Regions from separate parts of the Mus musculus genome. Here regions 1 and 2 are each linked to region 3. Evidence: chromatin contacts called from public Hi-C and promoter capture Hi-C data. All regions are on one chromosome and are shown on one strand. Each heading gives the region's core, a stretch centred on a gene start, on an enhancer-like site or on the middle of the called end of the contact. The rest is flanking DNA. Distances are from core to core; before and after follow the strand shown. Region 1 overlaps Rxra (retinoid X receptor alpha). Region 2 overlaps F730016J06Rik (a long non-coding RNA gene). Region 3 holds the start of Col5a1 (collagen, type V, alpha 1).

Region 1 (4,089 bases), core at 480-2,979, 200 kb after region 3:
AGGGTTGACATACACACTGCCTGGGGGGGGTGGGGTACATGTCGCCACGGCCCACTGATGGCTTACACAGCTCTGAGGCAGGAGCACCCTCATCTCCACAGGCCAAATGCCTGAGCCCAGGGCACCCATGGGCAGCCACATGGAAATCTGTAAGCTGATGGGCCTCTCCAAGAAAGACACACACACACACACACACACACACACACACACACACTGTGAGGTTCTGTTTCCTGGCCTTTAATCAAAGGATTACCTGAAAACCCCAGGACCTACACATGTAGGCTCTGCCAACACCACCACAGCCACATGCCCCATGTGGCTCACATTGAAGGGAAGCCACTACTACCACCTGTACCAGCACAGAGCCAACCAGAGCAAGAAGGACTAGGAGGGAAGCTAGAGAACTGTTCCTACTGGCCAAATGTCCCAAACCTGATGGGTGGTCTAGTACACAGACAGTAAGTCCAGCTATCACTACCCTGGCCATAAACTAAGCAGCTCCAGGGCTCAGTGACACCTCTGTGAGCCTCCCACTCCCTCCTTCCAAACCCACTGATATATGGAGCAACTCTCTCCCCAGAACTCTTAAGAGGTGGAAAGGCTTAGCAGGCTAAATCGAGAGAACTTAGTGAACCCAGGTGTCCATGAACAGCCTTCCCTGGGCCTGGGAGTCAGTGGCCTGGCTGTCCCTAGTGTGAGTGGAGTTCAGGATCCCTATCTGCCAGTCACCAGCATAAGTCCTGGTTATGCTGAAATGGCAGCTGACAGGTAGAAACCCTTACCCCAGGTTGAGCTTTGCAGGTCCCTAACACCGCATACACCACTGTGGGCTCTATCTGGGCCAGGGCCAGGGAAACAAAATGCATGTAAGCATTTTATAATAAGTCCAGCGGAATACCACCCTCACTGTACCCTACCTAGCCAGGCCTCAACTGGACACACTGCCGACACATTTCCCAAAGACCATGCCCCACCCTGCCACGAGCATACACCTCCAGCAAGAGCCGGAGAGGTGAGCAGAGAAACTGAGTCGGGCACTGAGGCTCATGCCTGCCACCACCCAGTGCCTGGAACATGAGAAGGGCAGGAGTCCCCGCCGCCCCCCCCCCCCCCATCCCAGCACCAGGTGTACTGTTCCCATGCCACACAAACATGCACATGAGCTCCTATCCAGTGTGTGAGGCTTGGGCCAGGAAGCCGGGTGGAGATTGGAGGGTGGAGCTCATCTAACCCAGAGTTTCTGAAAAGAGCCCACGAGGAAGTAAAAATAGGAAATAAAAATAAAATTGCTCTGGCCAGCCCCAGTTGTTTGTGAAGGAAACAGGGTATCTCCTTGCCTAGCAAGGCAAGCTGGCTCCAGTACCTCCCAGATACAAGACGTCCCCACCCCTGCTGACACCATAAGGCGAACCAGGCACCTGGGACCCAGCAGGAAGTGTTGAAAGGGGGAGTCCTGGGGTCCTGGATTCAAATTCTAGCGAAGCAGCGTCATGACTTCTCCGTACCACACGTGGCTTCAGACAAGGAAAGGCAGAGTTAGTAAACACTGTACCCCTCCAAGCTGGAGCCTCCTATAGCAGCCCTGCTCTCTTCCCCATCTGCAAACATGCCTGCTTTGCCTAAAGTGGACAGTTGAGAGAAAGGCACCAGAGAGCAGTCTTCCACGGGCAGCCTAGCTAGCCCTGGTCTCCCCCACCCGCACAGCCTGCCTGCAGCTCTCAGACCTAATTTCCTCATCACACAATGAGAGGAAGCCTTCCTTCCTACCCTTCCCTGCTGAGCCTTGCCAGCATTCACGCCAGGCTCCTTTATACTAAAGTGTGCGCAACAGACCCTGGCTTTAGGCCCTACTAACTTCTTTCCCTCAGGGCACAGACCTCCTTTGGAGTCAGAAAGCAGAGAAGGACCACTGGACCTTCGCTGGCACATTTTCCTCTCCCCTAGAGCATCAGGCACCTTCCGGGTCAATACTCAGAGACTGGTAGGGACTGCCGAGGTGCCTTCGAAAGGACATGTAGGTGCTGAGGATGACTAGGCCAAGGGACAGTAGAATCTAAAACACGACATGTCCCCATGCCTGGACACAGGTGTGCATACAGACACACAAGGACAAAACAGGAACCTCATGCATGAACACAGTTACACATAGCTACACACACTCATGGCCATGCACACTCACATGTGGACACTACACAGTCTCACACATGGTCATGGGTATGCACACAGACACACATACAGTCAAATACACAGGCAATACATGAACCTTATGCATGAACACAGGTGTGCACGACACACACAGCCATGTATGCTCACACATGGACAACAGACTGAACTTCATGTATGACACAGGTATACACATAGACACAAGCTTACATATGGCCATGTACTCTCCATATATAGGCAATATTCAGAACCTCCCACATGAACACGAGTGTGCATACTCATAGATATATAATACACAGAAGCTCAAAAACAGGCACATGTATAGAGACATGTATACACATGCCATGAACTCTCACAGGTAAATAATATACAGAATTTCATACATGGACACAGAGTGTACACAGTCAATACACTCTCACAGGTAACTTCATACATGGACACAGAGTATACACAGTCAATACACAGACCCACATGCGTAGACACACATATAAAGACATACACACATGTCACTATGCACGTTTATATATGGCTAATATAGAACTTTATAGATGAACACAAGAGTACATATAGACACACATACATAGCCATGCATACTCATGTATGGCTAATATATAGAACTTCACATACAGACACATCATGTTCAGTCACATATGGATGGTGCACAGAACCCATTAATATACACAAGTGCATACAGACACACATGCATGGCCACATATACTCAATGTAGCTAATACACAGAGCCTACACATGAGCACAAGCATACACACACATATAGCCATACACACTCATATGTGGATGGTACACAGAACCTCATATATGGACATGTGTATACACTCAGACACACACATGGCCATGCACACTCACATGTGGGTAATAGAGAACCTCACACACAGACACACCCTCAGACCAGGACTCAGACACACACACAGAGGGTTGGGCATCAACACAAGTGCCATCCACACACACAGAGTTCCGCATGCACACTCTGCCTAGCACCCAGTTGCACAAACAGCAGGAGGGCCCTGTGCTCATAGCAGTTTGGGCTCTAAAATCCCAGGGGAAAGTCTGAGGTAGCCAGCATGGCCTAGATACAGGCAGGAAGGCTAGAAGAGAAGACCACACACTACAGACCAGGTCCAGGCTTTCTGCCCAGTGGCTGCTGTCTGTAGACCCTACAAGCTAGCCAGGAGACTGGCAAGGCTCAGGTCCCCGAGAAGGAGATAACAAGCAGGGGCTGAGGACAAGGAACAAAAGGACCTTCGCCCTTCTAGTTCCCCACGTCTCAAGGGCCAACCCCACGATACCTCACAGCTGACAACCCAGGACCCTCAGTCCCCAGGTTCCCACACCAAGTGAGGAGGCCGCAGCAGGAGGATGGTGACAACAGTCACAGTGTTGTTCTCAGAAAGGCAGCCAGGGAAACCTGGGGTGGGGAGGGGACAGCCAGCAGGTCAGCAGCTAAAAGGAGCAGAGGGGTCTGGGCGAGGAGGTCATTTCAAGAGTCCTGGTGGAACCTGAGCTCTGGAACAGAGAGGGGCCCCCAAAGACCAGCTCCCACACCACTCCACCTCCCAGCAGGTGCAGAGTCCCCTAGGACCTCCACCATGGCAGGCTGGAATCACGGCTGCGGATAAGGACTGCACAGCCCCCTCTGATGATGACCTCATAGCTTATCAGGCATGTCCAGGGCCACGTGGGCCCAACAGCCATCCTCTCCTCTGCCCCATGAGTGACCATGTGTCCAGCTACCCAGCACAGGAGACACAATAACTATCCACAAGCAGATAAGTTTCCAAGCTATTGTGGGCAAGGAAGCCATGTCACCAACAGGTCAAAACCAGCTTACCAGCCACAGCTCCAAGAGCCAGGTGCCAAAAGGGTACACACTACCCACCAGTGAGTTATCCAAGGGTGGCACAGTGACCT
Region 2 (3,891 bases), core at 1,323-3,822, 210 kb before region 3:
CTAAGCTCATCAGAGCCCACTCTCCCTGAAGTTCCTGTCCCTGGCTCTTTGCATGTGTTCCAGATTTATCATCACCCCCACTTATAGGTGAGGGATGGGTAAGAAATTAGCTCCAATCAGGTATCTCATAACTAAAACTGTTCTTCTTGGATGCACAGTGTCTCCGTGTGATGGTGGCTAATGTTGCCCAGTGGTTCTGTCAAAGGGTTGAGGTCACACAGTGTGTGCGTGTGTTACAAGCTCAAGGTGTGTGTGTGTGTGTGTGTGTGTGTGCGCGCGCACATGTGACAAGCCCAAGGGTTGAGCTGCCTGGAACACACTGCCCCATGGTATTGCCTGCCAAGATGAAGTCTGGGGATACCTGGAGCAGGTGGGCACGAGGATCCGTCTGAGTGTCATCACAAGATGAGATGGACTGCCTGCTGTTTTTTTTTTTCTAGGAAGTCCCACAGGGGACGCTACATAGGCAACAGTCAACGAGCTGACACCTGTCCAGCCTCTTGTGGAAATAAAGTCGGCCAGGTGATCCTGGCTGCCAGCCTCATAGAAGAAGGGTTTTGCTTCAAGGAAAGCAAACAAAACCAAAGGGATGGGAGCTGGATAAGCAGGGCTTCAGTGTGCTGAGGCTGGGAACAGGGTGGGGTAGACTAACAGTTCTGTGCTGCGTCTTCAAGGTCAACAGCCACTTGACCCTAGTGTCATAGCATCCAGTCAAGGCTATGGTGTCACTTGAAGAATCAGGATCTCTTACAGATGGTGGTGTAGTCAGCCTTGGCAGGCCAGTTTGGAATAGCCAAAATGGCTTTTCATGATGCTGAGAACTTTCTAGAATTTTCCAAAGAAGCTTCCACCCTGTTGGTACTGCCTGAAAGATCATAGGTTAGTGAGTTTTCAGTGGGTGTGTCATTTGAAGATAAGAACACTACTGTGTCTGGTGCAGCAGCCAGGGCTATGCGTTGAGGCCTAGCTCTCTTCTCCCTCAGCTGTACACAACCCGCTGGCCCTCGGGCTGATTAGCACGGCAAAGTGTACCGAAACACAGCAGGTTGTCATTGTGGTCTGTACTAGGGAAGCAACCTAGAGCAGCTCAGCCTGTTCCTGTCTGTCCATACAGTCCTCTAAGACTAAGATGGCAAGTGTGCCCCCAGAGCTGGGTAGGGGCCCGTATGTCCTGGTGTCTAGAGGTGAGCTGACTGCCTTCTGTGGCTGCTACTGAGCATGTGCGGCATTGCTTCAGGGAGTGCATCCAGCTTGTTCTGGCCTGAGGGAAGCTTCTGGTGGGATGGAGTGCGGGTGGTAGACGAAGTGTGTTGGAGAGTGTACTCAAGATCATGAATGTGCACACATGTGAGCCTGAGAGAGTGCATGCGATGAATTCATGAGCATTTATGAGCTGTGAGCGAGTGTGTGTGTGTGTGTTGTGAGCCAGTGAGCATATGGGTTGTGAGTCTCTGGAGGTGTGTGCTGAGTCACGTGTCTGTAGGTGCATCCTTTCGTGAAAGTGCCAGTGGTCTCCATCAGAAGAGAGCAGAAGTTGGATCACACACACCCCTCCTCTTCAGCCTGAGGTTTGAATGCAGCCCAGTTATGCCAGGATGAGCCCTCTCATCTACAACACAGGTCCTATCTAGACCTGTCTGCTAGATGTAGTTTCCTGATGGTCCTAGCCAAGGGGCTCAGAGAATAAGAAATGACACCCACGGGCTTCATGTCTGGCTGGACCTCCTAGCACCCTGCATGTGTCTTCCATATCTTAGGGAGTGGTACTATTCCTGGGCATTGGGGTCCTTGGTCACAGCTGCTCCCCCATAAGCATACCAGAGACTTTACCTGCTCCTCCCCAGCGCCTAAGGAATTCTATTTTTTACTTCATTTCAAGGCAAGGGAACTGAGACTGGAGATTGCGCACCAAGTTTTGCAGTAAGGGCCTACCTGCCACTGCCAGGGATCGGTCTGTCCAGAGTGCAGGGCAGCCTGTTTCAGTTGGGTTCAGAGACTGTAGCTTTTCCCATCTCCACTCTCCAGCACACCCAGAGAAAAATCACTGCAGGCCAGGGGAGAGTGAGCCCCGGGGGCACACTCAGGTCATAGTGGGTGGAGACGTGTTTGCAGCAGACATCTCTCAGCCTCAGTTTCCCCTGTGTGAAACAGATATTTGGGTGTGAGCCTTCTTGTTATCAGAAGGTCATTCAGAGAAGAACGCCATCACGGGGAAGGCCGAACTCAGAACAGCTCCTTCCACCCCTGCTCCCCAACCTCTCCCACTCTGGGCAGCTTCCCACCCCCTGCTCACCTACGGGTCACCTTTACGCTTGGTGTCAGGTGTGAAGCAATCAGCCCTGTATTTTGTATTGCATGGTGGGAGTGCAAAATAAATGTTTAATTTATCACTAGCTCCAGGAACAGGGAGAAAAAAATAATAAAAATTCTGTCTCAAGCACCTAGAACATATTATTTACAGCCCCAAACTTTCACAACAATTTGAATGCAAAGCAGGATGGGCTGTATTTATAGCACGATGTCCCAATTGCAAAAGAAGGCGTCTGCGAGCAAAACAGCACTTTCCTTTAAACTGCTCGCTGAGAAACCGGGGAGAGGCTTTGCTTTCCCAGAGAGGCTGCGCACTGAAAATGTGCAGGTACCCAGGCAGAGGGAACAAAAGCGATGAGAAAGGGCGGCGGGCAGGCGGGCGTTGGCAGCCCCCACCGGCGGAGCTGGACTGCTTTCTTTTCATTTAAAATAACATTTTTATTGATTCTTATGCAGGTCCCTGTGAGGGTGGGAAACTGACTGATGCCTCCAGGAGAAACAACTTGGGAGAAAGCCCTTGGTGGTCCTGGTAGCGTATTGTCTCCACCCAGGTGTGGGAGGAGTCAGAGGAACCCAGCTGACTCAGTTTCCCCTCTCTTAGGAACTGAAGCAGCTTCTCTTTCCTTGGGGCTGAGATGATTAATGAGGAGCCGAGGAGAGCTTTGAAGATGAAAAATCTCCCCGCTGTCCCAGGGATTAATCATCGTATAATATAATGCATGTTCCATAGCACTGTGGCGACTTAATTACCTACAGTCACCGAAATTATTTTCCTCCCGCGCCTCCCAGGAGAAATGGTCCCCCCTGTTTTGAGCCCCAAAGCCACAGCCCAGATTCTCAGCGAATCAAAGCTTCCCAGTTTCCCGCAGCCACAGAGAAGCTGAAGGCTTCCAGGGATTGAGAAACAAAGGCATTCAAGTAGAGATGCCTCAGATAGATCGCAATAGGGGGCTGGGGGGCAGGGCAGGGAAGGGAAGGGGACAGAAGTGGCTCTTTGTCACTTGAAGAACTTGCCTATTCCCTTCAAGTCAGTGAAAGTGTCCTTGGTCCCTCACAGAGATGCACTGGTGGGCAGGGAGTACGGGTTAAAACCCCCCTCCCCTTCAGCTGGTCAGCCTCTGTTCCCAGCCGTGGCCAGTAAGACAAGGGACTGTCTCTATTGACCCTTTCTGAGATGATGACCACTGGGTGTCCATTCTTGCTTATCTGGGGGCTTGCCATTGAGCTGTGTGGGCCAAAGCCTATACCGTTTAGTTTGTATTGTCAACTTGACACAAACCAAGTCTCCCAGGAAGAGGGAACCTCAAGCAAGAAATTGACTGTCAGATTGGCCCATGTGCCTGTGTGAAACACATTTTTTTTGATTGTTTCTCCATGGATTCTACTTCCTGCTCCTGCCTGGAGTTCCTGCCCCGATCCATCAGTCCTCAGTGATGGGCTGTCGCCTTTAAGCTGAAATCAAGCCCTTGCTCCTTACATTGGTTCTGGTCACGGTGTTTATCACAGCAACAAACATCAAGGTAGAACCAAGGGCTTTCTCATCTGTGAATGGCACCCTTGGGCTGGCGTGCTTGGATGAGG
Region 3 (4,217 bases), core at 685-3,184:
CGAGAGGTCCACTGAAGGCTTCCCTCCTGGGGTTCTGGGGCGCACAGGGGAACATTGTGGGGGTATAGGGAAAAGAGAGGCTGACCTCTCTTGTCTCTCCTCCACACTTTCCTGAGGGCCTTCAGCATTCCCTACTGCTAGCTTAACCCTGGGAACTCCGGGGCAGTTGGTCCAAGTTCCACAAGAGTGAGCATCGTCAGCCCATGCTCTCCCTCGGTCCCCGCAGGCCCTGGCCCCTCCCATTTCCACTCTTGCTCATCCTGTGGCCACTGGACACTAATGGTGCCAGAAAGCAGGAGAAGAATATTGTAATTGGCCATGGGGGGTGGAAATGGATTCTCCTGCTAGTCCTAGTAACACCAGCTAAGCTAAGGAGAGCCCTGTCACTGCGCAAGGGCTGACCACTCCACCCGCTGTTCGGCTGCCTGAACTCTTTCTAACTGCCTTCGCCTCCCTGTATCAGCACATGCCTGGTGCCTTCCCACCCTGGGCTATGGTGTTTAAGGGCTCTGGGGAGGTTTATCCCACAACTAACTAACAAGAGTGATGCTGAAAATAATATGCCTGCCCAGACCTGAGCCTGAAAGCGCTGAAATACAGACAGGGACAATCCCAGTACCTCCCTGATTCTGCCCATTGGATCAGGGCTCCTTCAGAGAACCCAACCTGGCAGGAGTCTCACATCTGCAGATCATCTGAGAAGCTCCCAGCCCAGACTCCAAGGCCCTCTCCAGGCTTCCCGTTCATCCCATCTTTGGGCAGAAAGCCCAAGAAAACTACCTCTAAGGGGTTTGGAGGTTTGACGGCTAGGAGTAGGGCTGGCCTACCTCACAGGGCTCCCCAGTGCCCCTGAAGACTTGTCAGGGACTACAGGGAACTCTGTCCCCTGGGAATTGCAGAAACTTAGCTCAGACAAGCAAGAGGGTGTGTACAGAGGGAAGTCCATAGCTGGGGTTTCAAACTTCTGGGATCCCCCTCCACCCCTAGGCGTCCCTGAGGAACTGAATGGCCTTGACTCTAGGGGGCGGCCCTTTCCAGCTTTCAGAAGGAAAGTTTCTGCTTAAGGGCTGCGTGGGATGCAGCGGGTCGCCTGTGATGTGGGACAGAAAATGCGAGGTTTGGGGACAAAAGTGTGAGCACCTCTGCTGGGATCTAACACGAGGCAGATTCTTCCTTGACTCGACCAACAGCCCCACCCAGCAGGCCCGTTTGAGGAGGGGGCGGTACGCCGCGGGGATGGAGTTGGCCCGGCTCCCTCTCCTGGGCCCCCAACGAATGGTATTCGTTGTCTTGCCCGGTGCATTCCACAGGCCAAGGAGGAAAGTTCTGCAGGCTCGGAGGAGGCCGGCGGCGAAGGAGCCCGAGATGACAGCGGCGCGGAGGTTCTGCGCACCTCTTACAGTCCCCGAGGTCCGGTCCCCAGAGCACTCTTACCTGCGCGGCTCGAAGGCGGCGCCCACAGCAGCAGCAGGAACAGGAGTAGCGGCGAAGACAGCAGCAGGGCGCCTGGGCGCGCAGCTTTCCAGCGGGTGTGTACGTCCATGCCGGCGGGGTGCGCGGGCCGGGGAGCGGGAGACGCACACGATGCACGGGGACCAGAGACACGTCCCGGGTGGCGGACGCTAGGGGAGCACGACAACTTCAGGGAGTCATAGGAAGCTCGGCACCCGCCCGATCTCCCCCGCGGCGGTGGCTGTTCTGGAAGAGGCAGCGGGCGCGCTCGCCCACGGCGCAGGGATCGACTGTGGCCCGGGACGGCCGGGACCCCCTCGCTGGCTGCTCGCGCACTCCCTGTCCTCCTCCTTCTAGTCTCGTGGCCTCCTCACCGCTGCTGCCCCGCGACCCGCTCCCCGTGGGCGCTCCGCTGGAGTGAGGTCCTGCGCCAGCCGCGGGGACCAGGAGTGCGGACCTCGCCTTCGGCGCTGAGCACTTTTCCCCCCTTTCCCTCCCTCCCTCGCTGCTGGCAGACAACGCGGAGGCTGTGGATTCCCCCACCCCCCACCGCCCCCAACGCCCGCAGCAAATCAGAGCCCGGCGCCCCGCTCAGCAAGGCCGGTCCCCGCCTCCCACTGGGCGCCGAGGGCGAGGGGGTGGGGATAGCGGGCGAGTCGCGGCGAGGAAGGGGCTGGCCCGGGGCGGGAGCGGACGTGGGACGGGGCCGGCGCCCCCGTTCTTTCTCCCCGCTCTGGGCGGCGGCCTCCAAAACCTGATGGCCCACCCTGATCCTAGATTCTTCCCGCCTCAGGTACCCCGACCTGGCCAGACTCCAAGAACCAACGTTGAGGGACCCCCGAAGTTTGATCGCTGGAATTCAAAAGAGAGATTGCAGTACCACACAGAACTTTCTCTTTAAGGAGGAGTTCCGAGAGCTCCTCTTCTGGGCGGAGACTCAACTTGCAATTCAGCCAGAAGGGGCTCCCTAGACTATGACTGACAGGCCAATACAGCGCTGGGGACCTGCCTTCTACCTCTCCACAGACCAGACTGTCAAGGATGCCCAGAGGGGCCTTAAGTGAACAAGGAGTGACCAAGTTATTAATCAGGTGAAGGTCAGTCTCAGATCCCACCCCACCGCCTTACTGCTGTCCCTAGTGGCCCAACAACTCACAAGGAAAAGGAAGAGCCCCCTTCCAGAGCTGACAGCTGGAAAAGGAGAGGGGCTCCCAGCTCCCCATCTACAGCAGAGGGAGACAGGAGTTCTCCCAGACTTCTCCAGGCCTGGGAGGCCCTGCAAAAGCCTGACTCACTGCCCTGCCCTTCTCCAAGGGCTTCAGGGTTTGTTTAGAAAGAATCAGAGTGAATTAAGAAGGCTTTCAGACACAAAGCTATCGCTCCCTTTGAACACATTGCAGCCTGAAAGAATTTTGTAGTGATGGAGACCGGCCTGGGACATCTCTCTCCGGCTGCATCCTCAGGCTCCCTAGTTTCTCATTATTCTCCAAACAAGAGGAGAGTGGCAGTCAGGGTGCAGAGGCATTCATGGGATAGAGGCAGTCAGAGGGCAGAGGCAGTCAAGGGGCAAAGGCAGTCAGAGGGCAGAGGCAGTCAGGGGATAGAGGCAGTCAGGGGGCAAAGGCAGTCAGAGGAGTTGCTGGGATGGCCATGCTCTGGTTCTTGAATCTGAATGGGGGTGGCTAGTACTGACTTAATTCAAGCTTTGCTTAAGTGTGGAATGTACCTTATAGGGAACATCAGACAGTACACAGAATAGAGGAGGAAAGCTGGGGATGCAGCTCAGAGGCTGTGCACAAAGGTCCTAAATTCTATCCAGAGTACAGAGAGGGCAGAGGGAAACAAGCTTGAGTGGACATGCAGACAGACAGACAGACTCAGTCACAGTACAGTAAGAGTTAAAAGCCAGCTTGTACTTGTTATGGAATAATTATGTATGTGTGTAAGTTGTATAAATGATAAGATGTGTATGTGTGTGTGTATGAACACATGTGGGGGCATGTACATGCATATGTGTGTCTCTGTGTGTGTGCTGTGTATACTGTGTGCTTATGTGCCATTCCATTGGTGAGTTTCATGGGGATGAAAACCTCAGCCATCCGGAGGCTTTCACCAAGCTCACCTCCCCATCCCCAACCTGCATCAGGTCTACATATCAGGGGAGGTCTTTCTCCCATCCACAGACGGGGACGCTGCAAGTCAGGCGGGGTAAGGGGCTTACCCAGAGCACCAAATCAGCAATGCGCTGTGTCAGAGCCAAGATGAGTGCTGCAGCTGATCAGCAGGCACAGGGTTCTTCCCTCTTCGTGCTATAATACAGACTCAGAACATCTGCCTTCCAGCAGGTACACCCTAGGCATCCTGCTCAGGCTAAGCCAACCCATACCCAGCATCCTCCTGTGCCCAATTGGCATCTCATGATAATGGAGAGTATTGGTCATGGTCTGTTCACCAGCATGAGTCTTTGAGGAAGCAAGCTGCCTGTGGGCCCCATCTATACCAGCCTGCACTGTTGCACCAGGTCTCCATGATCATGGACATAGTCTTGTGCTTCTGCTGTGTTCTTTCCATCTCGCCTGTCTCTGTATATCCACCTCCATCCAGTGTCCCCTGCATGTCCCTGCCATGCATACATGCCATTACCCTCTGTTGTAGAATACAGTCCTCCAAGCAAAGCAACTGCCATTATTATCAGGTCAGCTGTCCCTGCTTGCAGGAGTCCATCCTGATTAGGCTTGTGGACTGTTGCTGTTCTCACATAGAAG

What was found. Promoter capture Hi-C pulls out the DNA fragments that hold promoters and counts their contacts. Hi-C and Micro-C count contacts between places; a contact is called where the count stands out from the background.
Region 1: a Hi-C map of uterus shows a contact between it and region 3, with 2.0 times the contacts expected there. The contact joins the enhancer-like site here to the promoter of Col5a1 in region 3. A contact is called at or near these places in 1 of 39 promoter capture datasets (the SN4741 cell line), 5 of 484 Hi-C or Micro-C datasets (cerebellum, nephron progenitors, neural progenitor cells and 1 more), 2 of 115 datasets of contacts at active chromatin or transcription factors (pancreatic cancer cells and stem cell-derived neural progenitor cells) and 1 of 9 other capture datasets (pancreatic islet).
Region 2: a promoter capture Hi-C map of hippocampal neurons shows a contact between it and region 3, with 2.9 times the contacts expected there. The contact joins the enhancer-like site here to the promoter of Col5a1 in region 3. A contact is called at or near these places in 3 of 39 promoter capture datasets (hippocampal neurons, liver and stem cell-derived epiblast-like cells) and 1 of 115 datasets of contacts at active chromatin or transcription factors (embryonic stem cells).

The regions. Positions count from the first base shown.
Region 1 is chr2:27,688,566-27,692,654 of GRCm38.p6, reverse strand. The region is part of intron 1 of Rxra (retinoid X receptor alpha); the gene reads right to left. Among named protein-coding and RNA genes, the nearest start is that of Rxra, 13 kb to the right of the region's middle. Within about 2 kb of position 1,729, at least 31 of the 459 cell types and tissues checked have an H3K27ac peak or open chromatin away from gene starts, as enhancers often do. A contact at or near this core is called in uterus, where this site is marked.
Region 2 is chr2:28,098,047-28,101,937 of GRCm38.p6, reverse strand. It overlaps F730016J06Rik (a long non-coding RNA gene), which reads right to left. Exons shown (of 10, transcript XR_003953783.1): 2 at 1,933-2,138. Among named protein-coding and RNA genes, the nearest start is that of F730016J06Rik, 4.6 kb to the right of the region's middle. Within about 2 kb of position 2,572, at least 29 of the 459 cell types and tissues checked have an H3K27ac peak or open chromatin away from gene starts, as enhancers often do. A contact at or near this core is called in hippocampal neurons, where this site is marked.
Region 3 is chr2:27,884,142-27,888,358 of GRCm38.p6, reverse strand. Col5a1 (collagen, type V, alpha 1) reads right to left here and starts at 1,934. Exons shown (of 66, transcript NM_015734.2): 1 at 1,435-1,934. The coding sequence starts at 1,543.